Regions from separate parts of the Mus musculus genome. Here all the other regions are linked to region 5. The links are chromatin contacts, called in public ChIA-PET, Hi-C and HiChIP or PLAC-seq maps. All regions are on one chromosome and are shown on one strand. The core of a region is the stretch at or near the end of the contact, and the rest is flanking DNA. Distances in the headings are between cores, read along the strand shown. Region 1 has its middle 60 kb from the start of 4930449C09Rik. Region 2 has its middle 110 kb from the start of 4930449C09Rik. Region 3 overlaps Pvt1 (Pvt1 oncogene). Region 4 overlaps Pvt1 (Pvt1 oncogene). Region 5 has its middle 62 kb from the start of Gm41333.

Evidence for each region. A called contact is a pair of places that touch in the nucleus more often than the background predicts. ChIA-PET counts read pairs in DNA pulled down with a chosen protein or histone mark. HiChIP or PLAC-seq counts read pairs in DNA pulled down with a chosen protein or histone mark.
Region 1: a contact with region 5 is called in a Hi-C map of Th1 cells, with 8 times the contacts expected there. The contact joins two enhancer-like sites. A contact is called at or near these places in 3 of 484 Hi-C or Micro-C datasets (DN3 thymocytes, Th1 cells and myeloid progenitors) and 4 of 115 datasets of contacts at active chromatin or transcription factors (CD8 T cells, Th17 cells, embryonic stem cells and 1 more).
Region 2: an H3K27ac HiChIP or PLAC-seq map of DN3 thymocytes shows a contact between it and region 5, with 10 times the contacts expected there. The contact joins two enhancer-like sites. A contact is called at or near these places in 1 of 15 datasets of contacts at CTCF or cohesin (large pre-B cells), 1 of 484 Hi-C or Micro-C datasets (myeloid progenitors) and 2 of 115 datasets of contacts at active chromatin or transcription factors (DN3 thymocytes and acute myeloid leukemia).
Region 3: a contact with region 5 is called in an RNA polymerase II ChIA-PET map of memory CD8 T cells, with 154 read pairs. The contact joins two enhancer-like sites. A contact is called at or near these places in 8 of 484 Hi-C or Micro-C datasets (B cells, CD4 T cells, Th1 cells and 3 more) and 7 of 115 datasets of contacts at active chromatin or transcription factors (CD8 T cells, Th17 cells, effector CD8 T cells and 3 more).
Region 4: a Hi-C map of DN3 thymocytes shows a contact between it and region 5, with 7 times the contacts expected there. The contact joins two enhancer-like sites. A contact is called at or near these places in 2 of 484 Hi-C or Micro-C datasets (DN3 thymocytes and liver) and 2 of 115 datasets of contacts at active chromatin or transcription factors (CD8 T cells and memory CD8 T cells).

What each region holds. Positions count from the first base shown.
Region 1 is chr15:63,654,969-63,660,837 of GRCm38.p6, forward strand. No RefSeq gene overlaps it. Among named protein-coding and RNA genes, the nearest start is that of 4930449C09Rik, 60 kb to the right of the region's middle. Within about 2 kb of position 3,228, at least 58 of the 459 cell types and tissues checked have an H3K27ac peak or open chromatin away from gene starts, as enhancers often do. A contact at or near this core is called in CD8 T cells and Th1 cells, where this site is marked.
Region 2 is chr15:63,608,433-63,614,399 of GRCm38.p6, forward strand. No RefSeq gene overlaps it. Among named protein-coding and RNA genes, the nearest start is that of 4930449C09Rik, 110 kb to the right of the region's middle. Within about 2 kb of position 2,944, at least 74 of the 459 cell types and tissues checked have an H3K27ac peak or open chromatin away from gene starts, as enhancers often do. A contact at or near this core is called in DN3 thymocytes, where this site is marked.
Region 3 is chr15:62,167,423-62,172,720 of GRCm38.p6, forward strand. The region is part of intron 1 of Pvt1 (Pvt1 oncogene); the gene reads left to right. Among named protein-coding and RNA genes, the nearest start is that of Pvt1, 130 kb to the left of the region's middle. Within about 2 kb of position 2,064, at least 65 of the 459 cell types and tissues checked have an H3K27ac peak or open chromatin away from gene starts, as enhancers often do. A contact at or near this core is called in CD8 T cells, Th1 cells, Th17 cells and 5 more, where this site is marked.
Region 4 is chr15:62,211,429-62,216,567 of GRCm38.p6, forward strand. The region is part of intron 2 of Pvt1 (Pvt1 oncogene); the gene reads left to right. Among named protein-coding and RNA genes, the nearest start is that of Pvt1, 180 kb to the left of the region's middle. Within about 2 kb of position 1,308, at least 24 of the 459 cell types and tissues checked have an H3K27ac peak or open chromatin away from gene starts, as enhancers often do. A contact at or near this core is called in DN3 thymocytes, where this site is marked.
Region 5 is chr15:62,728,261-62,733,410 of GRCm38.p6, forward strand. No RefSeq gene overlaps it. Among named protein-coding and RNA genes, the nearest start is that of Gm41333, 62 kb to the left of the region's middle. Within about 2 kb of position 2,446, at least 31 of the 459 cell types and tissues checked have an H3K27ac peak or open chromatin away from gene starts, as enhancers often do. A contact at or near this core is called in CD8 T cells, DN3 thymocytes, Th1 cells and 6 more, where this site is marked.

The DNA of each region.
Region 1 (5,869 bases), core at 1,978-4,477, 930 kb after region 5:
AAAAAGCTGGTAAGTCAGAGCCCAGCTACAAAGCCAGGCACTGTCATGGGTCTTTCACATCCCTTGCTCATACTAACATGCTGGCCTTAATACTATTTACTGAAGACATTGGAGAGATGAAGCAGTAAGGGTGGTCTGAGTTCAGTTCTAAGTACCCAGGTCATGTGGCTCACAACTGCTTCTTGTAACATCATCTCCAGGGGATACAATAACTCTTCTCTTCCTATGCTCACATGCACATGTACACACAGAGACACATACAGGTACACACATGCACATGCGTACATACACATGAACAGACACACACTTAATAAATACATACCTTTAAAAACTTAATTGTAGAACTCTGCCCATTCCCTGTCTCCCACCCTCTACTCTAGCACTTAGCACAGAGTTTAGCATATAATAGGTCTGAAGTTTGTTGAATGAACCAATCCAGGGGCTAATGAATGGGAAAGCTAGTAAATAGTGCATAACTCTTAGAGTATGATTATCTTGTGTTCCTAAGGTCAAAAATCTATTTCTCTGAGTTGTATGTGGATGCTTCAGACACTGATGTTGTGTGTGGGGTTTTGGAACTACAATACATGCACTGTGCAAAGCAGAGGGAACATGAGGATAAAACACAGACAAAACCCATGGTCATTACATTTGCAGCCACCCAGATGTGCCAAACACCTGTATCCGGAAACTCTGGGAGTTTTCTGGGCGGTAGCCCCTTCGAATGTCAGCTGACAACCCTTATTTTGAACCGCATGTGGGAATGCCCTTGCGATGCAATTCCAGCCTTTTTACCATCAGCGTTAGATGCACGGGAACCATCAGGCTTGGAATTGGATCTATTCTCTGCATTTCCAAAGCACTGGCTTAAAGTGAAACATCAGAAAGCTTTACGGTCAAATAACCAAGGTGATCAGATAACCCTTCATTAAGCCCAGAAAGGCCATCGATGCCTGCCTCCACCTCCCCATGCTGGAGAAAGGGGGTCTGCATGGCTCAGGCCTCCCAGACAGCATCCTGTTTGCAGCCTATGCTTTAAAAGCCTTTATGATCTGCCCAGCAACAGCTTTCGTTCTAGACTGCAGAGTGTGTTGTATAAGCTCAAGGATAGTCAGGTGTTCCCTGCCTCATTCCTATGTCACCCCTTTCTAGGTTCCTTGACTGGGAAGAGAAACTCTGCGACTCAGGCGCCTCTGTAAAATAGGAATAATAGCACGGAGGAGCTTAAATGAGTGCCCTGAGTGCAATGGCAGAATGCTAATCACAAAGTTTACCAAGCTGGAGTTGGCAAACAGTGGCATAGTTTTAAAAAGTGAAGTTAATTGTAGACTATGTAAAAGGAAGCGAGATTAAGTTCCACAGAAAATATAAGGCCATTTAATTATATTTCTTTTTCAAGACCCAGCTAAAGCATCTTTCTTTGGAGCCCCTGAGTCTCCTTGTGCATAGCCTGTCAGACTCTCCTCTGAGCCTAACTTCAGGGTTCCAGAGAACACACTCATTATCAGCTGTCTATCAAGCGGTTGTACAGTCCCAGGGAAGATATAGATCAAAGCAAGGGCCCTGTCTCACCAAGCCTTCCAGCTCTGCCAGTGACTATAAATGAATGGCCTGTGCTAACCAAAACTGTTGATATGAACTTCTAACTAACCCAAACGAAGTGATGGTTGAGTGCCTACATGTCACTTCAGGGAAAGAAGTGTTGTTCCATATTAAGACTTAGAAATGAATATGAACTCTCCTAAGAGAAACAGTGACAGAATAGAGAGCAAATGTCAGCACCATCTGACCCCAGTCCAGTCCTGTTTCCACGGAGTACAAGATATGAAGTATCTTCTCGGGGAGAGGTTTCTTGGTTGAACTTGAATTTCTTTGGGTTTAGAACTCTGGTCATCAGTCTTGGCACCAAGGGTCCTTACCTACTGACCCATCTTACCATCCCTTGAATCTAAAATAAGCCAAAATAATTTCACAGCAAAAGCATGTCCCATGCAGCATCAAGACAGATGTGTTTGTTATATTATACATGTGATTATTTTTTCCTTTTTTTATCATTTCCAAATCTTTTTAATTAGGTATTTTCTTCATTTACATTTCATATGCTATCCCAAAAGTCCCCCATACCCTTCCTCCCACTCCCTTACCCACCCACTCCCACTTCTTGGCCCCTGTGCTGGGGCATATAAATTTTGCAAGACCAAGGGGTCTCTCTTCCCAATGATGGCCGACTAGGCCATCTTCTGCTACGTATGCAGCTAGAGACAAGAGCTCCGGGGGTACTGGTTAGTTCATATTGTTGTTCCTCACATTTAACTGCATATCCTGGAGGAACAGGCAGCCAGAACCGTGTGAGATAGAGCCACATAGGTGAAAGGCAAAAACATCTTGTTTGGTGGTCAGCTCTAGTGGGGGTAGTACTACTACCACTGACCTAGATAGGGCAGGTGCAGCACTAAGACCTGGCATCTGATCCAGCCCAGCCCTGCAATGGGACTCACAGGACCATCATCTTTTAAAGCCTCCGTATCTAACTTCTAGGATGGTGACTGATGTCAATCAGTTATTGGGGCCCAGAGACATGACACCCAGCCACCACATTCTTGAAGTGACAAAGTGTTAGAAACAAGATCTGAGTAAGCCCAGTTAGCCTCTGTCTTTCGGCAGAGTCAACTTCATAAGGTTCCTCTGGGGACTCTTCATCATGATACCTGGTATCCATTCCACAAGGAGATGGAAAGCCATGGCTTTGTGCTAATTCCTGAAACGGCTTCCTGACACCATGCTGCAAGAAGGAGGTGTCCACAGGAGCAGAAGACGACTAGCCCATGTTGCCTTTCATTGCATCTAGAGTATCTAGGTGGCATGAGGCTTTCCTGTCAGGGCCCTGCCCCTTCTCCGGTCCCTCTGGATAGTTAACCCCTGGACATAAGCTTGAATAACCTGTGACCTCACATGTGGTCCACTCCAAGGACCACTTTTGGCTCCATCTCTCTTGGGACCTAGCCAGAAGTGGTTTGTGGAAAGACAAGAGGGTTGGACAAGTGTGAATGGAGGCCGCCCTCCAATGGTCACACCCGAGCCCACCCCCACCCCAGCCTCAATTCAGTTAAAGATTGCAGGAAGTGGTTTGTCCGTTTAGAAGTCATCGCAGCCCTGAGGCCCTTCTGAGAAATGAACTTGCAGTTCTCTAAAGATAGATTGTGCAAAACAGAAGGGGGTAAGCCCCCAAGGACCCTCCAACAGCAGCTCTCTGGAGACTGTAGAAATCGCCTTGGGGGCCTCCAGGCCCACCCCACTCCTTTAGAGCAGCTGTCATCCCCGAATGGTCCAAATCAACACCTCACTCTTGTGCAAAGCTCAGGTTTCTGAATATCTAGCTAGCCAATTTTGTTCTGAGGAGGCGGCAGCGGCTTTTAAAGGGGGGCAGGGGTGGGGAGTAGTTGAAGACTGTGGGGGGAGGGTTCTCAGTTGTTCCTGTCACTCATTTTCCATGCATTCCAACTGTAATTTCAAACGACCTCTGGGTTGTCTGAAACCATGTGATTTGACACGAGGTTAACCGAGAGTTTAGGCCCCGCGCCAAACATCACGGTTTTCACACCCAAAACAGGTGATGGGATCCAGGAGAGTGAGGTGAAGTGAAGGAGGAGACATAGCCCCCTGATAGAGAGATTAATGAGGAAGTAAGTGTTTGGTTTAGCCTGTATGTAGTGTGAGAATACAGAGGCGATTCGCTCAGAAATTGAAATTTTCTAGCAATCAGATAGGGCTGGCCTTGTCATATTGCTATCTTATTGTGGACAATGAGTTATTAGGTAGTTGCTTCTAGAAAGGGGGTAAATATATCAAGAAAGCTAAAAAGGCTGGCGCCAGCCATGTTCCCGGTCTATTATTTTAACCCCTCTGCTCAAAACTGTTCCTCTTCTTAAAAGTCCCTCTGTGTTTCTTCCTGGATTGTGAGTTTTCTCAGTGCTGGGTATACAGAGCTCAGTGCCTAGGGTGGGAGTAGAGAAACGATGGACAGAGATTATTTACTGATTGCAAAGCATGAGTCTGCAAAGGAGTCTTCAAAGTTGCCTGGAGAGCAGGGAACTGGGAATTTGAACCTTCTGGAGTAGACGGCAGCTGAGCTAGGTTTAGAAAGGCAAATTCACCAGGCAAAGTGGATAAGGCTGCTTCTACTGTAAGCATCCAACCCACCAAAAGGCCTAACATAGTCCAAATGAGCTCTGTAGTTACTCGGAAGCAAAGAATGTGGGCCACACTGGGATCGGAGACACCTAAAGCATTTGGCAATGAGATTCCAGTGGACAAAGATCTAACTCCGAGTTCCCCATACCCAAGTAGGCTGTGTGAATCCACCCAGAACCCTGTGGGAAGCAGACACCATGCTGGGTTCTTGGGAGCTTGAGTCCCACCAATCAAATTCCTTCGGCCAAAGCATCAGCATCATTGACCACCCTGCCCCCTGGAGTTCATGACTATTTACTCCATCTTGCCCATCCCAAAGCCCAACCCCAAGCAACCACCTGAAACCACAGGACATGCTGTAAATCTCAGCTGCCTCCTATCTGCCTCCTGCCTACCTCCCAAGGTACCAGCCATTGAAGCCTACAGCTGCTCCAGCTCACTCAGCCCTGACAGTTCATACCCTCAGACACCCCCCCGTTTCTGTCTGCAGCAGTGGTTCTCAACCTTCCTCACGCTGTGACCCCTTATGTCCTCATGTTGTAGCGACCCCTACCCCCAACCATAAAATTATTTTTGTTGCTATTTAATAACTGCAATTTTTGCTACTGTTATGGATTATAAAGTAAATATTTTTGGAGATAGAGGTTTGCCCAGTTGACTGTGACCCACAGGTTGAGAACCCACTGCTCTAGCATCTCACTTTGGCTCCTCCACTTGGCATTCATTCTCCTCTTTCAATGAAGCCTTACCCAGCATCCCTGGAAGAAGCCACTTCCTTCTCTTCTGCAAGCCTGCCCATCCTTCATTCTACAGAGGCCAGAGAGCCACTACCCTATTCCCATCACGTAGTGAAACCTCAAACCCGAGTCAGACTCACACGGCCCTTCGTTGCCTTATCACAGGGGGTGACCAAGCATCTCCATGGGAACCCTCAGAGCTGTGAAGTGAACTGGAATCTCCAAGGCCAGTGGACGTTCTGTTCAGTGCCCTCTCTCTTTAGGAATCAGGACCAGGATTCAATTCTTTCTTCTGCTAGTTTAGCAGCCTCTGCGATTTGCTTCAAAGATCTTTCCTGTTTACTTCTGTTTCATCTCCATCCATCCTATGACACACCCTAGCTTCCTAATCCAAACATTAGGCGTACACATGTTCAATTCTTGCCTACCAAGACCCCAAATTAACTATTTGTGTCTATTCTCCCTCTTTCTGTCAAAAGTATTAATTTCTGTTGCTGCATTGAGTAATTCCACTGAAGTTAGTGGCTTACAAGGGCACAAATTATTCTTTTACAATCCTGATGATGCTCAGAAATACAAAATGAGAGAGCATGAGAGCTGGGTCAATAGTTAAGAGCACTTGCTGTGCAATTGTGAGAACCAGAGTCTGGATCTATGTGCCCATGTAACAAGTTGAGCATCCCAAGCATGCCCAGAACTCCTCCTCCAAAGAGAGCAAAGATTTCCCTAGAGTCCTTAGACATGTTGGCTTCTAGACTAGAAAGGTTCAGGAAGAAATCCTGTCTCAAAAATGAGTGAAGAGCTTGGACACCTCTCTGGGCTTCCACACTTGTGCACAGTACCTGTGTCTGCAACCTTTTTACCATGTCTCTCTCCTCATGGACTATTTGAACATCATCTCCAGAGACTAGAAAAACACAGTGACCACCTTCCAGTGGCAT
Region 2 (5,967 bases), core at 1,694-4,193, 880 kb after region 5:
TTCAATGACTATCTACCCAGACCCCAAACTTCAAAAGCACGAAGATTCTGATGCTGGCAGAAAAAATAATAATAATCAGAAACTTCCTGAAAACGTATATTTCCAGGGTCACTGTAAGATAAGAAAAATAAAGTTTGAAATATTTCATGCATCTGATTTTCAACTTTGCTTGGTTACACATTTATAGCTGTGGCTGTTATCATTAATAAACAGTTCTTAGTACCCTGAAGATACCTGGCCAGCACTTGGTAGGAAAACGAATGAATGGCTGCTTACCCTGGAATGCACAATGTGTTAAGAATATACACATTCCCTTATGAACTGCAAACAACCTCCATGGTAGATAGGGCAATGAGAAACTAGGGATTTAGATGGTTAACAAAATATCCTGATCATATACCTAGAGAGTAGAAAAGTTAAAACTAAATTCTATCTTAACATGGCAAGTAAATATAAATAAATAGAATCTCAAACATCTACCATGGAATAATGTGTTCTTACATGAGATAAAGATAGAAAAATACAGAAGACAGGGGAAAGCCAAGATGACACTAAAAGGAAGATCATGAAAACTCCTAATATGACTGTGACAAAAGGGGGTATCCTGGTCAGAAGGCAAGGAGGGCCAGCTCAGAAAGCAACAGGTTACCATCAAGGCAAACAGAGGCAGACTCACAAGCATTAAGGAGTTGGCTTAGATGGTTGTTATTATCAACTTCCTTGCTATCCATTCCTATCAAGGAAATACAAGGACAAAGTGTGGAGCAGAGACTGAAGAAAAGGCCATTCAGAGACTGTCCCACCTGGGGATCTATCCCATATGCAGCCACCAATGCCAGACACTATTGCTGATGACAAGAAGCACTTGCTGATGGAGTACTACTCAGCTATTAAAAACAATGAATTCATGAAATGCTTAGGCAAATGGATGGAATTAGAAAATATTATCCTGAGTGAAGTAACCCAGTCACAAGAGAACATATGTGGTATGGACTCATTGATAAGTATATATTAACCTAAAAGCTCGGAATACCCAAGATACAATTCACAGACCATGTAAAGCTCAAGAAGAAGGAAGACCAAAGTGTAGATGCTTCAATTCTTAGAAGGGAGAAGAAAATATTCACAGGAGGAAATACAGAGACAAAATGTAGAGCAGAGATTGAAAAAAAAAAGGCCATCCAGAGACTGCCCCACCTGAGGAGCCATTCCATATACAGACACCAAACCCATACACTATTGCTGATGCCAAGAAGTGCTTGCTGACGGGAGCTTGATATAGCTGTCTCCTGAGAGGCTTTGCTCTCAGAATGCTCACAGCCAACCATTGGACTAAGCATACTGTCCTCAGTGGAAGAGTCAGTGAAAGGACTGAAGGAGCTGTAAGGGGTTTGCAACCCCATAGGAAGAACAATAATATCAACCAACCAGACTCCCCAGAGCTCGCTGAAACTAAACCACCAACCAAAGAGTATGGAGGAAGCCATGGCTCCAGCTGCATATGTGACAGAGGATGGCCTTATCTGGCATCAATGGGAAGGGAGGCCCTTGGTCCTGTGAAGACTTGATGCCCCAGGGTAGAGCAGTGAAGTGGAAGTGGGTGGGTGAGAGGGGAAGCAGTCTTATAAAAGTGGGAGTTGGGGGAGGGCTGGGGATCGAGGCTTTTCAGAGGAGAAACCAGGAAGAAGGATAACATTTGAAAAGTAAATAAGCAAAATAACCAATAAATTTATTTTTTAAAAAAGGCAGACAAATCGCTGGAAGGCTAATGATGCTTTGGGATATATGTACTGTATGCTAGAATATGGAGCCCTGAGACTTGGCCACAAATAGTCATGTAATAGGAGAGTTGACCAGTAGGCTAATTTTAAGTTACTAAATATTTTATAAAAATAAAAAATAAATATTAAAACACACCTATGTTTATTCATTTACATGTCATCCACAGATGATTTCAAACTATAAAAATAGTAGTTGAATAGAATGATAGAGACAATGAGGTTTGCAGCTCAAATATTGGCCTTTTACAGATATTTGCCAAGTGAAGTCACATGAATATAGAAACATCTACCTAGAACTATGCTGACACTTCCTAGATCGGGCAGAATAGAGCATAAGGTGGGAGGGACTGAAATGGAGAATGAGAAGACAGGCTGTTGTATCTGCCTCTAGCTTTGCCCAAACCCATCCATTTTTGAGTCTACATTAATACATAAGTACAGTTTTCTTCTACCAAACCTATGAATGATTTACTAGGATTCAAAATAATACACACTTTCCATAGCATGCAGCATACAGTTAATGTGCTCACTCAAGATATGTTTATTTAACACCTCTGTTATTATAAGAAATAACACATGGACCTTGATTATGAAAAGTTCATAGATCAGTGGAAGGACAAAGATCCACAAGGGTCATAACAAAGTGAGAAGAGCTAAAACCGCCTTCTGCCTACAGAGCTGCAATGGACAAATGGGGCTTATAACTTCAGGTTACAGACTCAAGGAAAGTCTTAAGATTGAGATAAGGCTTGGATGAGTTTGAAAAGTAAGTAGGAAAAGACTTGGAAGAAAAGACAGAAACACAGAAAGAGGGGAGCTGACCAGTATTGCTGTAGCTTAGAGAGCAAGTAGAAAGTACCAGTAGGCAGAGACTAAATCAGCAATCTCACATGTCACATTAAGGAACATACACTTTAGTGAACAGCACAGAACCATAAAAAGCCGTGGTGGCCATTCCCATCTAGAATAAGCTGGACAAGGTCCAGAAGAAGAGAAAGAGAAATGACCGAGCAGCTCTTCTGATGATTGGGTCTGTCTAAGATGAATGAATGAATAGATGAATGAATGATCACACAGATGACTGGTTCTGATAACTCCTGCTGGGGTTTCTACTCACATGAGAAAAGGGAAGTGGCTTTCATATCCCTTTCAACTGCTATCCCCACCCCAGCCCCCAACCTTCATGAATGGTTTCTCTCTTGCACGCATGTGTATCTCTTCCTCAATTACTGAGATCTCAGAACTAAGCCTTACTAACTAGCTAACAAGCTTACCGTGCCAGGCAAGAACTGAGCAGACTAAATTAGAATCCCCAAAAAGCCCAGGCAGAGAATGAAAATCAAGAAAATATACTTTGGACCAAAAAAAGAAGGAAAATAAAAAGAAAAAAGAGGAAAAAAACCATCAATTAGAACTATTCTGAGATTGTTCTGACCGTAGAAGATTGAAAATGAGGGTGGAGATAAGCAGAGAACTGAGAAGTGGACACAAACACTTACCCTACGAAGAAAATGATAGTGATTTCAGCTAGATTGCAGTAATTTGGACAGGAGTGTTAGTTTTCAATTCACTAACTTGCTAGATATTAATATACTAAATCATAATGTAAGGCATTCCTTCAGAAACTCTTAGCTTAATAGAGATAGGTGGAATCCATTTACACACACTGCATTCTAACAGCTGCCAAGACATAAAAAATAGAGAGCAGAGCACCATACCCCGAAGCATGGAAAGCCTTGACATATAAGGTAATAGTCAAGAAGGATCTAGAAGAGGGATCAAGAGCATGAAAAACAAGAAAGAGCTCAAAATAATGCATAAAAGTTGTATAAAGTGGAGCTGGCCTTGAAAAGGAGCTTGATCAAATGCAGTTTCCCCAGCCTCACCAAGCTGACATCTTCACTTTGTGATCAGGAAAAATGCCTCAAGAGGCACCTAAAGGCTAGTGGGCATGTGCCATCTTCAGACAGAAGAAAGTCCCCATCAATCAGCGTATCAGAAGACTTATAGTCTGAATCTTATTGAAACCAAAAGCAATGGGACAGGGTCCCTCTCTGGAAACTTCCTAAAACTTTATTCTGACACTATGAGTTTGGTCACTTAATGTGATCAACTACAAGGGAAGCTAAAATCTCTTTCTTAGGTTTGATAGTTAACTTTGCTCTGTGACCTTAGGGAAGAAAGAAACTCTATGACCCTAGATTGCTTAATCATAAAGGATGAGATATGTAATAGTCCCCACACTTAGTTCCCAGACCTAAATGTCATTATAAAAATTAAATACAATATTCCTAAGAAGATGGGAGCAGAGCCTAGCCCCCAGCAGATGATAAACGAATATGAGCTACCCTTGCATATCTCCTGTCCGTTAATGGCCTTGATGGAGTTCAATACACATACATTGCACAGAGCCAATGCTCGACCTTCACATAACCCCACTGGCTCTACTAAAAGTTGATAGACTGATAATCACAGTGTTGTTTACTATGTGTGGAATATTTGGCCTGTTTCCTCATTTAATTTTCACAACATCTCAACAGCAAGGCAGCTACAAATTATGTATCCCCATTTAAGAGAGGAAAACCTCCCCAGCCCAGGAGTATTAGGAATGTTCAAGGTCACATAGCTATTTAAATGCAAAGTGCTGTGTCAACTATGACACCAAGGCCTCCTATAGACAGCCACTTGCAGAGAGGAGGCTGGAGTGACTCTAATCCACTCAATAAACCTGAATGAAGCCCTCAAATCGGTTACATCTACCACTCTCTCCCAGGCCTTAAGTGCTTTGCATATGGAATGCCTTATTCAAAATGGTATGACAAATCAAAAGAGGAATTTTCTCATAATGTAAGAATAGAATTTTTAAAAGAGAGAATGCAACTTCGATTTTAACAATAGGCTTTCTTCATGTTTTACATTGAAAAAGAACACAGTCAAAGAACAAAATTCATGAATTAAAAAGAAAATCAACAAAATGAAATGTAGGGCAGTTAAAGTCATCACAATGTCCTCTGTTTCTCAGAATTGGCCACTTTGGGGAGGTTTTGCACCTTTTTTTTAACTTCCAGATTTCATACTTTCTGTTCAGCTTTTGCAACTTCCCAAGAGTACAGCTTGAAAAAAAAAAAAAAAAAAAAAAAAAACAGAAAAAGTAGAACCTCGGTCCCCATGTCTCACTTCAAGCCTAAAGGCCCCTTGCAGCCTAGCTTTATTCATCCCTCTGACATTGCTGTTTCTGGCTACTGAGTGGTCTTTGGATGGCCAGTGTGGTGCATTTTTAAAAGTTATGCTAGTTTAGCTAAATCATAATGGCTGTTAGCATCAACCTACAGTGGTTTCTAAGTAACTCCCCAACAACAGAGAGGGAGACAGAGAGAGAGAGAGAGAGAGAGAGAGGGAGGGCGGTAGAGAGAGAGGGAAAGATATATTCTCTAACTTTAACACTGGAAATAACCAATTAGAAAAAAAGACTTTGAAACAAGGTCTTACTAATAGCTCTGGATGGATGGCCTAGAACTAACTATTTAATCCATACTGGCCTCAAACTCATACAAGTCCACCTATATCTGTTGCACTTTCTCTGGGATTAAAAGCATGTGCCACCATGCGCAGACATTTGAAAATATTTTCACTTAAGGATGAATGTAAGTACTCACTAGACAACAAAAAGTCACCTGAAGCCTAAAAGGCTCCAAAGGACACAGTGCATCATCCGCACTGACTGGTTCAGTCCCACTAGGTTCTTAGTTTCCATGGAAATAAGCCTAGGGAGTCTTATGGCATACTTTTTCAAGGTTGTCTTTCTCCTGGAAAGGGGATTGTTTATCTTCTTAAACTTACTATTATTTCTGGAAAATGATATATTTATTCACTATACTCCAATGTGAGTACATTGTTTAGTGTGTATGTACGAATGCCATCATACACATACCATGTCAGACATACAGAAGCCAGAAGATTGCTTTTCCTAACCAATAAATGGACACATGTGCCAAGATGCCGATCCACTTAGTGTTGTGGGAGAACAGACAAGCTGACCTGGACAAACCCCACGGACAGTCAAATATGGAGTGAGTAACTTCCTGTTCATTGGAGTGTGCTGAAGAAAAAAATGTGGTCTTCTACATGAATGTTTTGCTTTGGGAAAAGTGGGAAGAACTATACAAAGATTTTGCCATACAAGGGG
Region 3 (5,298 bases), core at 814-3,313, 560 kb before region 5:
GCTGGTTCTGCTTCTCCTATGGCTATCTTCTCAGAATGAAGAAGCTCCTGGTTGCCTCCGAGGCTCTTTCTACTTCACGACCATGGAAGCCAAGGCACCCAAAGCAACTGTGGACTGCTCAAGGGGTGGCTAATTTGGGAAATCTCACATCAGTTCTGAAGCTCGGGTTGCCAGCTGTCATCTCCTTGATTCCAGGAGCTTGAGAGTTTCTCATCACTATAGGAATGAGGATTTAGACCATAGTGATGTGTTGGTGGCCTTCTGTGACCTCTCCACAGGGACCGCAGGAACACCATGGTTCACTGATCTAGTAATGAAGGCTATGGCTGTGGAATTCTTCCACACTTTGCATTTTTGGACTGTCGTGTGAAGCATGTGTCCTGTTCATTGGATAGCAAAGTAAAGGCCTGGTTTATTAACCCAGTGTCCTTGTACATCTTCCTCGCTCCTTCTTTCAAATCATGTAAATCACACATGCCTCCTCCAGGAAGTTTTTCAGGAGTTCTTTAGTTGTTATCTTTGCCATTAAATCCTACACATTATACAACCAAAGGTTCACCAAGCTTTGCACACTGAGTGTCAAATCACTGTGGTTGGTCGTTTATGCTATAGCAGGTTCAGCTGACTTCCTTGTTCAACAAATATATGATTACATTACATTCTGTCCATCCAATCATCATCTAATCACATGAGGAACGTTTTGCTTATGCTATTTCATGAATAGTGTGCTGGGGGAACAAAGATAGACCATGTATGACTCTAATGGCCTAGGACTTAGGCACACACTGCAACAAACATGAAGATCTGAACCTTTTTCATAGCTCCTGCTCATTAGTCATAGTTGTGAGCCTTGAATCCCATACTCTTGTCGATGCATTGTTTCCTCATCTATAGGGATGTTACCTGCCTTACTAGAGCTTTTATGTGATAACACAGAGCCTTGAGAATCCATCATTAAAAACAAAACAAAACAAAAACCCAAATAAACAAAGTAAAAAAACAAACAAAACAAAACAAAAACAAATAAAAAACTACCCTCGTTGGCCTGTAACTTTCCATCTAACCCAGGCTAGCCTGAATTACTAATCGTCATATCTCAGTTGCCTGAATGCTGGGGTTACAGGCCTGGGCCACCACAGATGGGTCATGAGATCCTGCATCTTACATGCTGAATTTTTCTCTGAGGCAGGTATCAGTGTGTAGGTTAATAAGCAGGATGCTTACTCTGGAGTACATTGGGATCAACAATTGTGAAACGCATGGAAGGAATCAGGATTGGAAGGAGCCATCAAGCTGTGAAGGTGTCTGAGCATAGCATAGCCTCAGAGAGAGCTCTGCATAGACCACACTAGAATGCTCTTTGAGAACTGTCCTGAATTGTGGTGGCATGACGGTTGATCAGTGACAATGTAGCTTTGCCTGGAAGGATACTTGAGTCTGACCCTGTTCAGCTAAAGTTGTCTCCAAAGAAGCTGGCAGCTGAGTGTCAGTTGGTTGTACCAAGCAACTGTTTTTAATGATGGATGCATGGTACCTAGCACAAAATAAGCAATCAGTATTTAGGGAATGTTTTCACCCAAGCACTATTCATTCAGCAAGTGGTTACTATTTGGACAATGTTCTACTACTGAGCTCCTTATACGAGTCGTGCACCATGGCTACAAATAGGAAGTTTATAATATGAGGTAGGTTCAACACTGGCTTCCTGGAAGAGTAGACCTGGAGATGTGACTTCCTGGATCATGGGCCCTGGGACTCGGTATTTCCTTGTCTTTCTAGAAGATCATTTCTTGAGATGAGGTGCGAGGTGTCTCAGGGGTGGGACTCTCCATCACGGCCCACCTGATGGTGCACCTGTGCACCACGGGAAACTCCCTGCTAAACTTACATTAACTGTTTGAATTCCCAGTAGCTTGGAACTTCCCCAGGGGTCCCATTGGCTCTGTGACTTTCCATCACTTAAGTAATTGGAGGATGGAGCCGAATGGAAATAATCTATACGCTTTCTTCTGTGAGTCACCAAAAACTACAGCCCAGAGTGTGTGTAACTGCTTGACTTACTTTTCCTGTATGCAAATGAGCTGTCATTACAGTTCAGTAAGTAGAGACTCTACAGAGTGAACATGAGACCATTATAGTTTCTATTTGAAAAAGACAGAGATAGCTTGGTACAACTGTCTGCCTTGGCAAGAGCCCTTGGTAGAAAGTGCTTTTGGGTTGGGACCTTACAACTCTTTGGGAAGTGTTTGTTGGTACACTCTGGCCCCATTTTCCAGCTCTTGCCTTGACCAAGACATAGCAGGAAGTAGATGATCTCTAGTGTGGGGTAGGTTGTTTTTATCTCCACAAGTCACCCAGGTGATCAGAGAAGCTTTCCGGAAAGCAATGGCTTTGATGTTCTGGGTGACAAGCTGTGAGTGTGCGGCAGGAAAGGAGGGTTTTGAGGTTGGAGAAATGAAACTACTTTGGGTGGTGACTTCATCACTTGACACCCCTATGGTAGGAAGGTTCTTATAAAAGAAAGGTGAATGCAAGGGTAGGTATGAAAAGGAAAGTTTGAGGTGGACAACAGTGAGATGACGGGCTTCTCATGGTTCAGGGAAATCTACCGGCACCATCGACCTTCTAGGACCCTTCTTCCTCCCACACTTCACCGAATCCTCAGTTTCACCAGTGACCATGTTTACACCTGTTATCTGCTCCATTCTTCGCACATGATGTTACCCTGACCCCATGTGTGCCTACTGCTCAGGGAGCTTGGCTTAGAAACCAGAGTTCTTGGGACAAATAGCCTTTCTCCATAGAATCATAGTGGCCCTCACTGACCTGAGAGCATCCCGTCTTCCAGTTCCCAGTTTGTAGAAGCTATACCTTCCCCTACCCCTCCGAGCTTCTCCTCTGTGGAGCCCCAATGTTCTGTTCATGGCTCTTCTGAGCCTTGGCTTCTTAAGCCCTAACTGGGACTGATAGCAGTCCCTGCCATTCTCTTTAGGTCACCGCTGTGCAGAGGAAAGGCTTCACACACTGCCTGAGTTGCATTTCTTGAGGGTGTTTTTCCTCGATGGCTTTTTTTTTTTTTTTTTAGCTGTGCTGGGGAGTCAAGGATATATGACCTCACCAATTAGTGATCAAATCTTTGACACCCTTAGGTGTTACCCAGGATACTAGTTTAGCCATTTGGAACCAGGTGTGTCTAACCTGTGGCCAATAGGCCACTTGAGTCTTACGATAGCTGTTAATGCAGTTCACTACTTTCATAGATGACACTATCATATCGCAATAGCAAAAGGTTGGACAGCTCTGTAAGATTTAGCCCATCTATCTTCTGAAAACAGGAATATGTGCAAGGAATGAGTGACTGCTGTGTGCCAGGGAAGAAACATGATGCTGCGTGGGACTGATTACTGCTTCGTGCTCAGTGCTGGCTCACACAGTAATGTGTTCATTTCTTTGGTGTTTTGTTGTTGTTGTTGTTATTGGTTTTTATTTGCTTGTTTTTGTTTTTTGTTTTTGTTTTGTCCCTCTTTTGTATTTAAAACAAAGCAAACATCTTGGTCTATTTATTTCTTTTCAAGCCCCTTTTCAGTAAGTGTCTAAGTCTCCAAGTGCTTGAGGCTTAGTAACTTATAAAGCAAAGATGCTTGTTTAGGTTTGTGTTTCTGGGCTTTGGGAAGTTAGTTCATGGTTGGGCAACTGCATCTGCCTTACAATATGGCAGAAGTCGGAAGGCGGAGAGGGTGCAGTGGGAAGAGATAGTAGAGTGAGAACAGCCTTGCTTGTAACTACCAAGCACTGGGATAGCAAACACTCACCATGGTAAGAATTAACCCAGTTCTCTAAGAAAGCTCCTTACTAAGCAGGAGGATCAATGAGTGACAGCAGTTAGACACTGAGAATAACAAAATGCTTATCAAGCCCCTACTGTGAGCTGGGGCTGTATTGTGTTGACTTCCTCAGCATCCAAGAAGGTAACCACGGCTGCTATCTATCTTTGAATACAAGTCAGGGTCAGAGAACCGAAGAGATACTTGCTACTTACTGGGACTCTCATTTTGACCCCTGGCAGCCAGTGTCCTGAGATTGTCCCTGATGCTTTCATGCTTAGCCTTGATGGATTTCATAGAATTCAGCAAGGATGGGAGCCAGGTTGGGCCAACCCTCCTGGAACCATCCAGCTGTATCTGTATTCGATCTTTTTCAGGGCCTTCTTTGGGGAGAGCAAATACCCTCTGACATCACACCTGTGCTCAGAAACGTCTTGGTTGAACAGCCAGGTATTTGGCTTTCCTCAGCTGCTACAGGTGCCCCAGTCTACCGGCCCGATCTATTTGCAGTGGTCAGATGGTGTTTGGATGGATTCCTGAGAAATCCATCCATGGTCACTTATTTTCTAGCAGGCTCATTGTTTCCTGCTCAGTGTGTAAGATCTGCTACCCATGGCTGACTGATCGTGGCAACATCTGTGCGGCCATTTGGCCTCACGGTCCGAGTAAACAACCAGCTGCCCCAGATGAGGAAGCTAAATTACTGAGAACAGAACTGGTGAGCCTCTGTTGTGATGGATTGTGTCTCCCATCTCCATCCTTTAATGATGGACCCCCTGCCTTACCCAGGCACTGCTTATCTTTGTTGAAGCTCCTTTGCCATTGTATATTCCCCCCCCACCCCCCCCTTGCTGCAAAGAAGATTACATGGCCCTACCTTTGGCCTTATGATGTGGAGAAGAGGATGAGGGACCTGAGCATACTTGGAATTCTGCTGCAGATACCAAAGCCAAAGGGCTAAGGAGTGGGCTTCCAATCAGCCTTCTTGTCTCTTAATTCTTAAGGATCTTGGGTGGCCTGGATCTGCCTGTCACAGATACTGAGTCCTTTGTTTTGCCTAGTCACAGAAAGTATGACATAAACTTTGGGTCCCAGCAGTTGACATTTTGCGATGCCTAAAGGCCTTTAGCAGACCCATGGTTTGCTTGGCCATGTCAGATGTCAGGGAGCAAGCTACTGTCCTATTCTTGGGGACAGTGTTGGCAGTGATATGACAAGGGAACCTGAGCAGCAGCATCTGCAGCAGGCTGACCCCCTCCCTACCCTCTTCCTTCTGCTGGGTTGCCTGAGGGACTTCTGAACAGATATCCTCAAAGTGGACAGATGAGTCCTGTCACCCTGTGTGCACATGTCTCTTATCCCTAGCTCATCTCTGTGGAAGGGTAGGAATCTGTGACTCTACAAGTTCTATGTGTGACAGTAAGATTGAGACTTTTCTACTCTTCACTGAGCCCCTGGGACTCCCCTCCCCCCA
Region 4 (5,139 bases), core at 58-2,557, 520 kb before region 5:
CTTATCTATAAATGTTTCTTCTATGTGGAAAATGTGACAGCCAATAGACTTTCCTTATCCATCTAACTGATAAAGCAGATGCTGTGATATACATCTTCAAGATTTTCAGGGTGATTAGAGGAATAGCTGACACCCAGAATTTCTCCATGAAGGTCTCTGGGGTTCCCAGAGGCAGATTCAGCAAGCATCTGAGTTCTAGGAAGTTCCCCATTCCCTTTTTTGACACTTAATGCAAATGGGTATCTGTTCTACTAGGAGCTATGAACATAGAATGCGGTAGTTACCTTTCTATTACTGTGATAAAATACCATGACCAAAGCAACGCAGAGGAAATAGCATATATTGGGGCCTACGGTTCTAGAGGGTGAGAGTCCATCTGCGGTGGCACAGCAAAGGCAGGGACAGGATATGAAGGATCACATTTCGATCTGCAAACACAATGAGAAGGGGTACGGGGAGCTAGAAATGACTCAGGTCCCTTTACTCTCAAAGCTTACTAATGACACACTTCCTTCAAAAGTCCAAACCTCATAAATGTCCCCCAAACTGCACCAGGAGACCAAGCATTCAAATGCCTCAGGTCATGGGGACTATTTCTCATTCAAACCACCATAGATGTTCTGAGCCCTTTCCGGCCCAATTTCTTGCAGAATTCCTCATGTAATACAACATAGCCTTTCACTAGCATATGCTTCAGTGATGGTTATCTTAGAACCCCTTGGCCCCAACCTGCCTGGGACTAAGTATGGCACTTGTGAACTTGGGCCTGTGGAAGGATGCTGCACTCTCCCTTCGGGCCCTCTTGAACTCATTTGTCCCAGTCAGAAGGTTAAGTTTCCTTAAGCCATCACATTGCCAGTGATCTGCCAGCCACTGCTGGTCTAGGAGCTGCTTGAATGTCAGCTCCTGCCTGGCACACCTGGAATAGGCACACTTCAGCTGTTGCAAGGCAGAGCCTGTGGCTGGGATAGCACCTGGAGCCGTTGTGAAGCCTAATACCTCCCCCCTTGACTCTTCCTGGATCCAGTGGCAGGTGGCTGGTGGTTGGTGGCTGGCAGCTGGCAGCTGGTGCCTGGTGGCTGGCAGCGTATACGGGGTTGGCATACCTGCCAGCTGGGTCTTTGATCATGATGGCGCTGTCCACCCAGCCCAGCACATTAGAGAACACAAAAGCTTCAAAAAGCCGCACAAAGAACCACCAAGGAATTGCAGGAAGTATGTCTGTTGTTTCCTGGCTACAAGTCTGGAGTGTGGGAGGATCCTTGGCATGGGTGACTGGTAGCATGGCAGTTGTGGACACAGCACTGACCTTGAAATTCAGCAGAGCCTTTGGCCTTTTGGAAGCCTCTGCTGCTCACACTGTACACTGACTTAAGGGCAAGTTACTCAGAGTAAATTGGTGCAGTTCAAATACCTATCAAGTGTGTTTCTTTAAGAACAACAGCAATAACTAGAAGCAGCAGGTAATATTTATTGAGCATTTGTTGTGACTTGGAGTCCCAGAGTCCCAATACCTGGGCTTAACTTAAACCTTTCCAAACACCAGGTTCACCTGTATTCTGTAAAGACAAGACAGCGGTCATTTCCTTGTCATGGTGGCTATGAACTGTGAATGAAAAGGTCTCCAAACACTGCCATGTCTCCCTGACAAGAGAAGATCCTGTGGTTTAACCCACTGATATCCAACACATCCAACAGTAGCATGCTCTCTACTGTATCCCGTTCCTTCCTCTGCAGAACACTTTATGTTATATACATGGATCTGTCAATGTAAGGTTCTGACATGAGTTGCTAGGATGATCAAGTCCTGGTCAGTACCAAGTTAAAAAAAAAAACTATATAAAAGCTATATTAGGGGACAGCTGTGGCTTTTGTAGAAAAGAAGGTTCTGGTGCTATGACCTGCAGATGCCCATGTGGAAGTCTTCAGATGAAGACTTTCTCATGGAGTAAACATACTCTGTTGTTTGACCATGTGGACTTGGTTCAAAATGCCCATGGATGCTCCTTTGGGTACCAGGCTTCAGTGGGAGTCCCAAGCCCATGTCTTTATTTGAGCATGAGCAGTACTGATGCTTACCTAGTCTTATTCTTTCCTTGCCCCCTGCCTGGACCGTCTCTGGTTACAAGGATGCTGCAGTGGGAAGCGGTATGACCGTTACCTTTATGGGACTGAGACCAACTAAGGGGAGGCTGAGGAGGCTGCAGTGAAGTTATTGTTGGGACTGTGGGCTAAGATGGAAGATAACATGTTAACAAACTCAAGTGCGGAGGTCTCAGAAGTAAAATTGCCTGGTTAGTAATTATATCACCCTTCTGTTGACCATGCATATCTCACTTGGATCCGTTTTGAAAAGGAAAGATAAATTTCCTTTTCTCCTCAGTGTCTTCAGCCAAGGGATGAGAACAGCGCATGCTGCTGCTGCTGATTCTGTGTGCTCAGGGCCCTTCTGTGGAGGAGCAGGAGAATAGGTGAGTGTAGAGAGGAGCTGAGCCTTGCTTGCTGGGAGTTTGGCTGGGCTACCCCAAGCCCCTCTTCATGGTCATGGCAATCTTTCTTCCCCTTGGCCTCTTGTCAAATGCATTTCTTCCTCTCTGACTTGGTTGTGTGCAATTCTTCTGAGCATCGGTGTATGAAATCGTGGCTGCACAGTTCATAGCAGTTCTAGGTCACCTGCTTAGGTTTTCACCTCCTTTCTTCCCCTGACCCGATCATCTTTCTCTCTGATCTTTCCTTAGCTGGCCTCTCAACTCTTTTCCCCCTTCTCAATGCAGTTCAGAGAATAATCTGCATTACCGCCTGCTTTAGACATGTGCCAAATTCAAACATATCACCCTGTCTCCCTAATCCATTGTGGTACTCTATCCCCTCTATTGTCCCCATGTTAGTGTCCGCCACCCACCTTTGGACCAGAATTCTAAGATATCTTGTGAGCACTCCATATCTTCCAGATTAGGTAGGTTTCCGGAAATGGCCTGTCTGGGTGAGTTAAGATAGACACTTGGGGAGGAGACACATAGTCTAAAAGAACAAAAAGGTAGCAACTCAAGGAGGAGACAGGGCAGGGTAAGAAGTTTCCTTCTGCTCTCATTGAGACAATGTTAACCAGGCTATTGTCTTGCAGGTGGACTGGAAGCAGCTGGCTCACTTTGCAGGATGTTGGAACCCCCAGACTGCTGTAGATATGGAAAGAAGACACTGAGTGGTGGGGAAGGCATGGGGAGATGCTCTGAGGTTCGGAATGAGTCCCCAGTATGCAGCCGACTGGTGGTTGGGATGCCAAGTGTTGGGGAGAAAAGGGTTAATCTCGAGCAGCTAGAAACCCGAGTTGCTACTTAGAATCGGAGAGGAGAGTTTGGCTGTTTATTTTGTTCATCTTTCAAGTAAGGGGTGGAATTCTTATGTCTGAAACTCTAGTGAGAGGGTCCAATGGAAATGAATATTTGTGCAGAGGAAGAATCACTGTGTTTGCATCTGCTCTAAAGTGATCACCTATCACCTTAGCTGGGGCAGGGGACCCAGACATTGATGAAATACCGATTTAGGTGTCTTGGGAGAAAGGAGACTATTTGTACGCTGTATATTTTTTTGTTTGTTTGTTTTTCATTTTTGGTTTTGAGATTCTCCCACACGAGTTCAATGCATTTTGATTTCACCCTCCTCCCTTACTCCCTACATATCCCACTTTCAAATTCATATCCTCATTTTCTGTTATTTTTGTTATAACTATGATTAGTGGTGCACATATACTCTGCTGTAGGGCCCCCACCGGGGTGTGATCAACCTATCAGAGGGCTTATTCCTGGAGGGAACTGACCCTTCCATCAATAGCAGTTGACTGCCCTTAGCTGTTCAACCTAGATCTGGGCTAGGTGAGATCTTCCCCAATCCATGCTGGGATTTTGACCAGTGTGGGTCTGTGCAGTCCTTATAGCCATAGGTGCTTAATGTTCTTGGGTGCCGCACCTCTGTCATGTCCAGAAGAAACTATTTGGCAGCAGAATTTCTGGTCCTCTGGCTCTTACAAGGTTTTTGCTCCTTCTTCTGTGATGGGGATGAGTTACAGAAGCCCCATGGTCACTTATTCTGTGGATGTTGACCTGTTGGGGATAAACTACTGCACACAGCAAAAAGAAGCTGTTTTGACAAGGCCTGAGAGTTGCACTCTACAAAGCTAGGGATAAGTATGTAGGAGCCAGATGAAAATGCTATCGTTCCATTGGGTACTTCTTGCTGTTTTGATGATGATTGTAATTCACAGGGCTTACAGCTGGTTAGACCTGTTGATAACTTTTAGCTTCTGGCAGCATTCATAGCATCTTCCAGCACTCTAAGAGCTACCCACCCACAAAGAGGCTTCCAGGTCAGTGCCAACATGATTTCTTCACGGCCCTGACTGAACTGTGTGGTGTCTTCAGCAATAGACTCTTCAACAAAGAGCAATGAGATAGCAGCCTATATTTTTTTTGGGGGGGGGGTCTCTTGAACCCCCTTGGTGGTTGTCATTGTTGATGCTTTGAGAAAGGTCTTGATGTGTCATATAGGATGATTGATTGCAAGCATGCATCCCCTCTGTGAGCCAACGTGTTTCTTCATTTAGATGAATACAGACTGAGTGAAGTTTGTGACTTTTCATGGTGTGGCCCGTGGGCCTGTTCCTATCAGTTGTAGGCTTTAAGAGAACAGACTAACGTTCTCTGTGGCAAAGGAAAGTGGGAGTCCTGACTCCATGCCACCTGCAGACTTCAACTGCCTGCTTATCTGCCTTGCAAATTCTGGGCCTGGGAGTTTTCATGATTATGTAAGCCAACACCCCCCTCCTCTCCGTCCTCCTCGGTCCTCTGACTCTCTCACACAAACACACCCTCTGGGAAATAGTAAATCCACGGAACAAAGAGATTAACTTGAATGCCTGAAATGTGTGCAGAAATGAATATGATTTGATTGCATGTAGAAGCCTCCAACTTAAAGCTTTCAGGCTGGGTGTGATCACCCTGTAGTCAAGAAAGGACAGAGAAAAGCTATCATGCTAGTTCTCTCTTCAGGCTTGCCCCCCCCCACCCTCTCCCCCCACTTGCTGATCACTTACTACAAGTCTACCCATTGCTCAGGGTTGCCTTTTCCTGAAGCCAGGGCCAT
Region 5 (5,150 bases), core at 1,196-3,695:
ATTCAGGAAATCAAGATGGCCTCTCTGCTGTCAACTATCTTCATGATGCCATGCAGCTCTGATAAGTGAGTCTTCAATGGTGGTCGAATAGAAAGATACTGGGGGTCTAAAGTATCACTCAGCTCTCCCCATTCTTAGAAGCTCTCGTTCTGCCAATGTAGCAAACATCTAAATTAATGCCTGTCCAGGGCATTCCGGGGTTGACCCAATCTTAATTTATAGCCAATAAAACCCCCTCTGGTATTCTGATTCTCTATTATAAGGCCATATTTCTGTCACTGTGCTAGAGCTATTGATTTTGTATCTGCCTTAAATGAAGGCTTGTCTTCATTAGTGTTTTTAAGCTTTTGTTCACTGATTACCTACATTAACAAGAAAAAAAGTTATGTTGTAATCTATTTCTTAAATTCAAGAAGTCAAATAATTCATGCTGATTATTTTCATTATTTCCAAAATTTTTCATTAAGACAGCTATTTCAAGGGTAAAGTGACTGCCTTCTGAGTGATAAAATATTATTTTTAATTGTCTCATTCATAAACAGGTTCTAAAAGTTGGCTGTCTTCAAGAAATTACACTGGGAGATATGTATTCAGGAATTAAGCAGAATAATGTCTCCTGCCATATACTGCACTCTCAAATGGACAGTAAAGCTGTCTAATTATAATCACTGTAGATTTTATGGATGCAAAGGACAAGTTCCCATGTGTGTGGGGGAACCCCAAGGATTTATTATTATAGGTGCATGAATCAGGGCAAGGTATCTTCTCAATGAAGTAAAATAACATGGATCTATGAGTAGAACCACTTATGAGTAAGTGAAGATGGGTCTAGGGGCGGATCAGGGTGATGTGAAGTGACCGAGCCATGGAATGAAAGCAAGTGTATGTCTGATGATCCAAAAAAAAAAGGTCCAAGTCATGTATATTACTATTAAATGAAGTGCATCCGTTCATCCAGACTGATACATCAGACTGCCAACTGCCTGTCTACAAAATGCAATGGCAAACTCTTAAAATGTTTCCAGCAAGAACATAAATTTGGAGTAAAACAAAAGATGAGCACGGGAAGTCAACTCGAAAACCTCAATGGCAATGCCCCACTTAGAAGTACTGATGGCCTTCACTAGAAGAGTAGCAGTAGACTTGGAAAATTCATGCCAGGCTCCCAGTTCAGGTACTAGAGAAGGTATAAGTGAATGTGATCAACTGGTTTTATTTTTTATTTTTACTTTTTCAATTAATGGGGAAGTCAGAGGAAACTGTGGAAAAGGAACAAGGTTTTGATTATTTAAAAGTAGTTGATGGCTTTCAACATGGACATACTTAATGTGAAAGCCCATAAGTCATAATAACGTTCTTTAACCTAGGAAGTTGAACTTCAGACTAGAGATGGAAATTTTGGATATCTTGGCATGAACTTAACACTGCAAGTAAGTAAGTAAGTGGGTAATGATGTCCAGGAATAAAGAGCCAAGAAGCTCATTGAGGTCAAGACCTGAAGTTGACCCTATATTAATAAATTATGCAGTAGACATGGTTGGCCAAAGAAGTTGATATGGAAGAACTGGAAAGAAGGATAGAGGAAAGCACCCAGGCTTTGGTTTTACTAAGCACAAGAGATAAAGTCTTCTAGATTAAGGTTGTAATGAAATGCTACTTAGAATTCACCAGGGAAGTGTTGGGTCCACATTGTAGGATTCTGAGATCTTCTTGCCCTCACATAATAGATTCATCTTTTATTCTTGCTGTGTCTAGGAACAACTAGGAAAGAAAACCTCATTGCTTATTACAAATTATGAAATTCTTTTCAAGTAAACGATGTCATAATCACACAGTGAAGGATTTTCCATCTTCCAAATGAGGAACTAGTTTCTTGGAGAAGATAACTTTCTTTTCCTAAGTAAAATACCTGGTATTACAGTATAACTAGACCTAGTCTAACGTTCTGTACTAATATATCAGTGGTTGGTAGATGACGGAGATGTGAGGTCATATGCCAGTTCACATATATTATCTATAGCAGTGGTTCTTACCCTTCATAATGCTGTGATCCTCCAATATATTTCTACATGTTGTGGTAAACCCCAATCATCAAAGTATTTTTGCTACTATTAGTAACTGTAATTTTGTAACTGTTATGAATCACACTGTAAATATCTGTGTTTTCTGGTGGTCTTAGGTGACCCCAGTGAAAGGGTTGTTCACTACGGTTCTTTAGGTTGTGACCTAAAGGGTTCACAATCTACAGGTTGAAAACCACTGAGCTATACAAATATATGTACTTTGGAATGTATTTGTATAGTCCTATGTGTATGTGTGCACCTGCATTTCCTCAAAGTTGAAGCATAAAGATAAAGTAAACTTCAGCGTGCAAAGAGAGTGGCCACATTTCCTAGAATAGAAGAGGATGTGGTCCCATATTGTGTTAAGGTGATTGATGGGAGGGAAGAGCCTGACAGTGTCAACCAATAGCTGTAGAGGATTGACAGTGTGTGAGGTTATGTTCCAGCATCTGTCATCGTGAGAACTGGTCTCCAAATGCAGATGTTTACAGAAGACAGGCTCAGAGCCCCTCAGTATGAAGCAGCTTCAGCTGCAGATCAAGATTTCTAGGTATTTCTCCATAGTAAAAACAAGTGAAGCAGCAGCGACATCTACAAAGAGAAAACAGGAAAATATAAAGTGGAGGTATGAGTCCTTCTTCCACTTCTTTGCTCACATTAGTCATATTAAAATATTTATATATACATGAGTATTGCATTTACATAATTTTCAACTCTCTCCTCCTCCAAATCCTTCCCTACTCTCTCTCGAATTCATGACCTCTTCTCTTTATTTTATTGGATATTTTCTTTATTTACATTTCAAATGTTATCCTTTTCCCGGTTTCCCCTCCAAAAAACACACTCCTCCCTCTTCTTGCTCACCAACCCACCCACTCCCGCTTTCTAGCCCTGGCATTCCTCCACATTGGGGCATATAACCTTCATAGGACAAAGGGCCTCTCCTCCCACTGATGACCAAGTAGGCCATCCTCTACTGCATATGCAGCTGGAGCCATGAGTCCCACCATGTGTGCTCCTTGGTTGGTGGTTTAGTTCCTGAGAGCTCTGGGGGGTACAGGCTAGTTCATATTGTTGTTCCTCCTTTGGGGCTGCAAACCCCTTCAGATCCTTAGGTCCTTTCTCTAGCTCCTTCATTGGGGACCCTGTGCTCAGTCAAATGGATGGCTGTGAGCATCCACCTCTATATTTGTGAGGCACTGACAAAGCCTCTCAGGAGACAGCTATATCAGGCAAGTACTTGTTAGCATCCACAACAGTTTCTGGGTTTGGCAATTGTAAATGGGATGGATCTACAGGTGAGTCAGTCTCTAGATAGTCATTTTTTTTCAGTCTCTACTCCACACTTTATCTCTGTAACTCCTTCCATGGGTGTTTTGTTACCCCCTTCAAAGATGGATAGAAGTAGCCACACTATTATGACCTCTTCTCTAATTATTGTGTTCTCTCTCTCTCTCTCTCTCTCTCTCTCTCTCTCTCTCTCTCTCTCTCTCTTTCCTCTGTATGTAAATACAACATTCTGATTTCATTTCTGTTGCTCATATGTGCATGCATTTAGGGCTCACTACTTCAATTTGGATAACATATTAGGCAATTATTTACTATGGAAATTGATTTATTCTCCTGTCTCTTTGTCCTTCAATTGCATGTATATCTGTTCTCCCTCCACCCCTGTCTGTCAGTAGCCATTGCTTGACTATAGCTCTTCATCTTCATCATTTGAGTGGGGTCTTATGAAATATACCACATCCATGTTGTCATGTGAACTGCTGTGGTCACTACATAAGTCTTATGTAGGCAACCCTATTGAGATTTTATGAGTACAGCTTTCCAGCCATGTCTACATGATTGTATCTCTCAGCAGAGAGCCATAATCTTCTGTCACTTCTTCCATAATGCTCCCTACACCTTAGGTATAGGTGTTGTGTTATAGATGTAGCTATTGGGAATGGGCGCTCCAGCATAACTTGTTCTCTCCATTTTATTAACAGGTAAGAGATTAGCAATGAAGCAATCACCCATTTTCCATGACTTCCTGTTCTACCATCCTTAGATCCACACGATAGAGTCCCAAATGTGGGTTTGTTTGTGGTATGTGTATGAGCTGTAAGTCTTATGAAGCATTTCAATTTGATATAGAGACTCAATACTCATAGTTAGAAATGGCTTCTTCTATAATTTCTCTTCTCTAGCTTTTTCTTTCCTGACTGATTTTGGATTGAATCATCCCATAAAGATATTTTTTCTAAGCCAGATGCATATTCAAAAGGAGGACAGGTGTTTATTGTTTCCCAGAATTTTACATGACTGTTAAGTGCTGCCTATATAGAGTCCCCCTGTGATTCCTGTAACCCACCTCCTTAGAATATGAAGCCTGGGGCTCACCCATAGGATATTTCCAATTTCATCCTCTTAAGATACTAGTGAGGCTTTAAATAAGTAGAAACACTGGAAATAAGTTCAGCATGAGCTCACCTCTGTATTTACAGTGGCTTTATGGATATAGGTTATGTTTCCTCTGCTGTGCCTCAAACAACATGGACACTGGGTCAGTGTGATGAGTGAAGAGTAGCACAGTTAATCCAACATACAAGAAGAGCAGTTCAGCTACTCCAACATACAAGAAAAAAAGCTAAGAAATTAGCACACAGTGGCAAGCTGAAAATATGTCAGGTAATACTTTCCAGCATTTGTTAGTCCTTGAGTGGTTGGTTGTAGACAGGCTTTCACTAATGAAATATTTGGGATACAATCCGGGCACAAGTCTTTTCTGGCTCATGGCTCACTTCTAAGGCATTCTTATATGATGGAGTTTCTTTTTCTTTTTTCTTTCTTTCTTTTCTTTTCTTTCTTTCTTTCTTTCTTTCTTTCTTTCTTTCTTTCTTCCTTTCTTCCTTCCTTCCTTCCTTCCTTCCTTCCTTCCTTTCTTTCTTTCTTTCTTTCTTTCTTTCTTTCTTTCTTTCTTTCTTTCTTTCTTTTTTTTTTTTGGTGTCATGAAAATGTACCCAAATTGATGGAGGTGGGCATTGTAACTCTGTGAACAAACGAAGAACCACTGGACTATGTTAAATTGGTGAAGTTTATGAT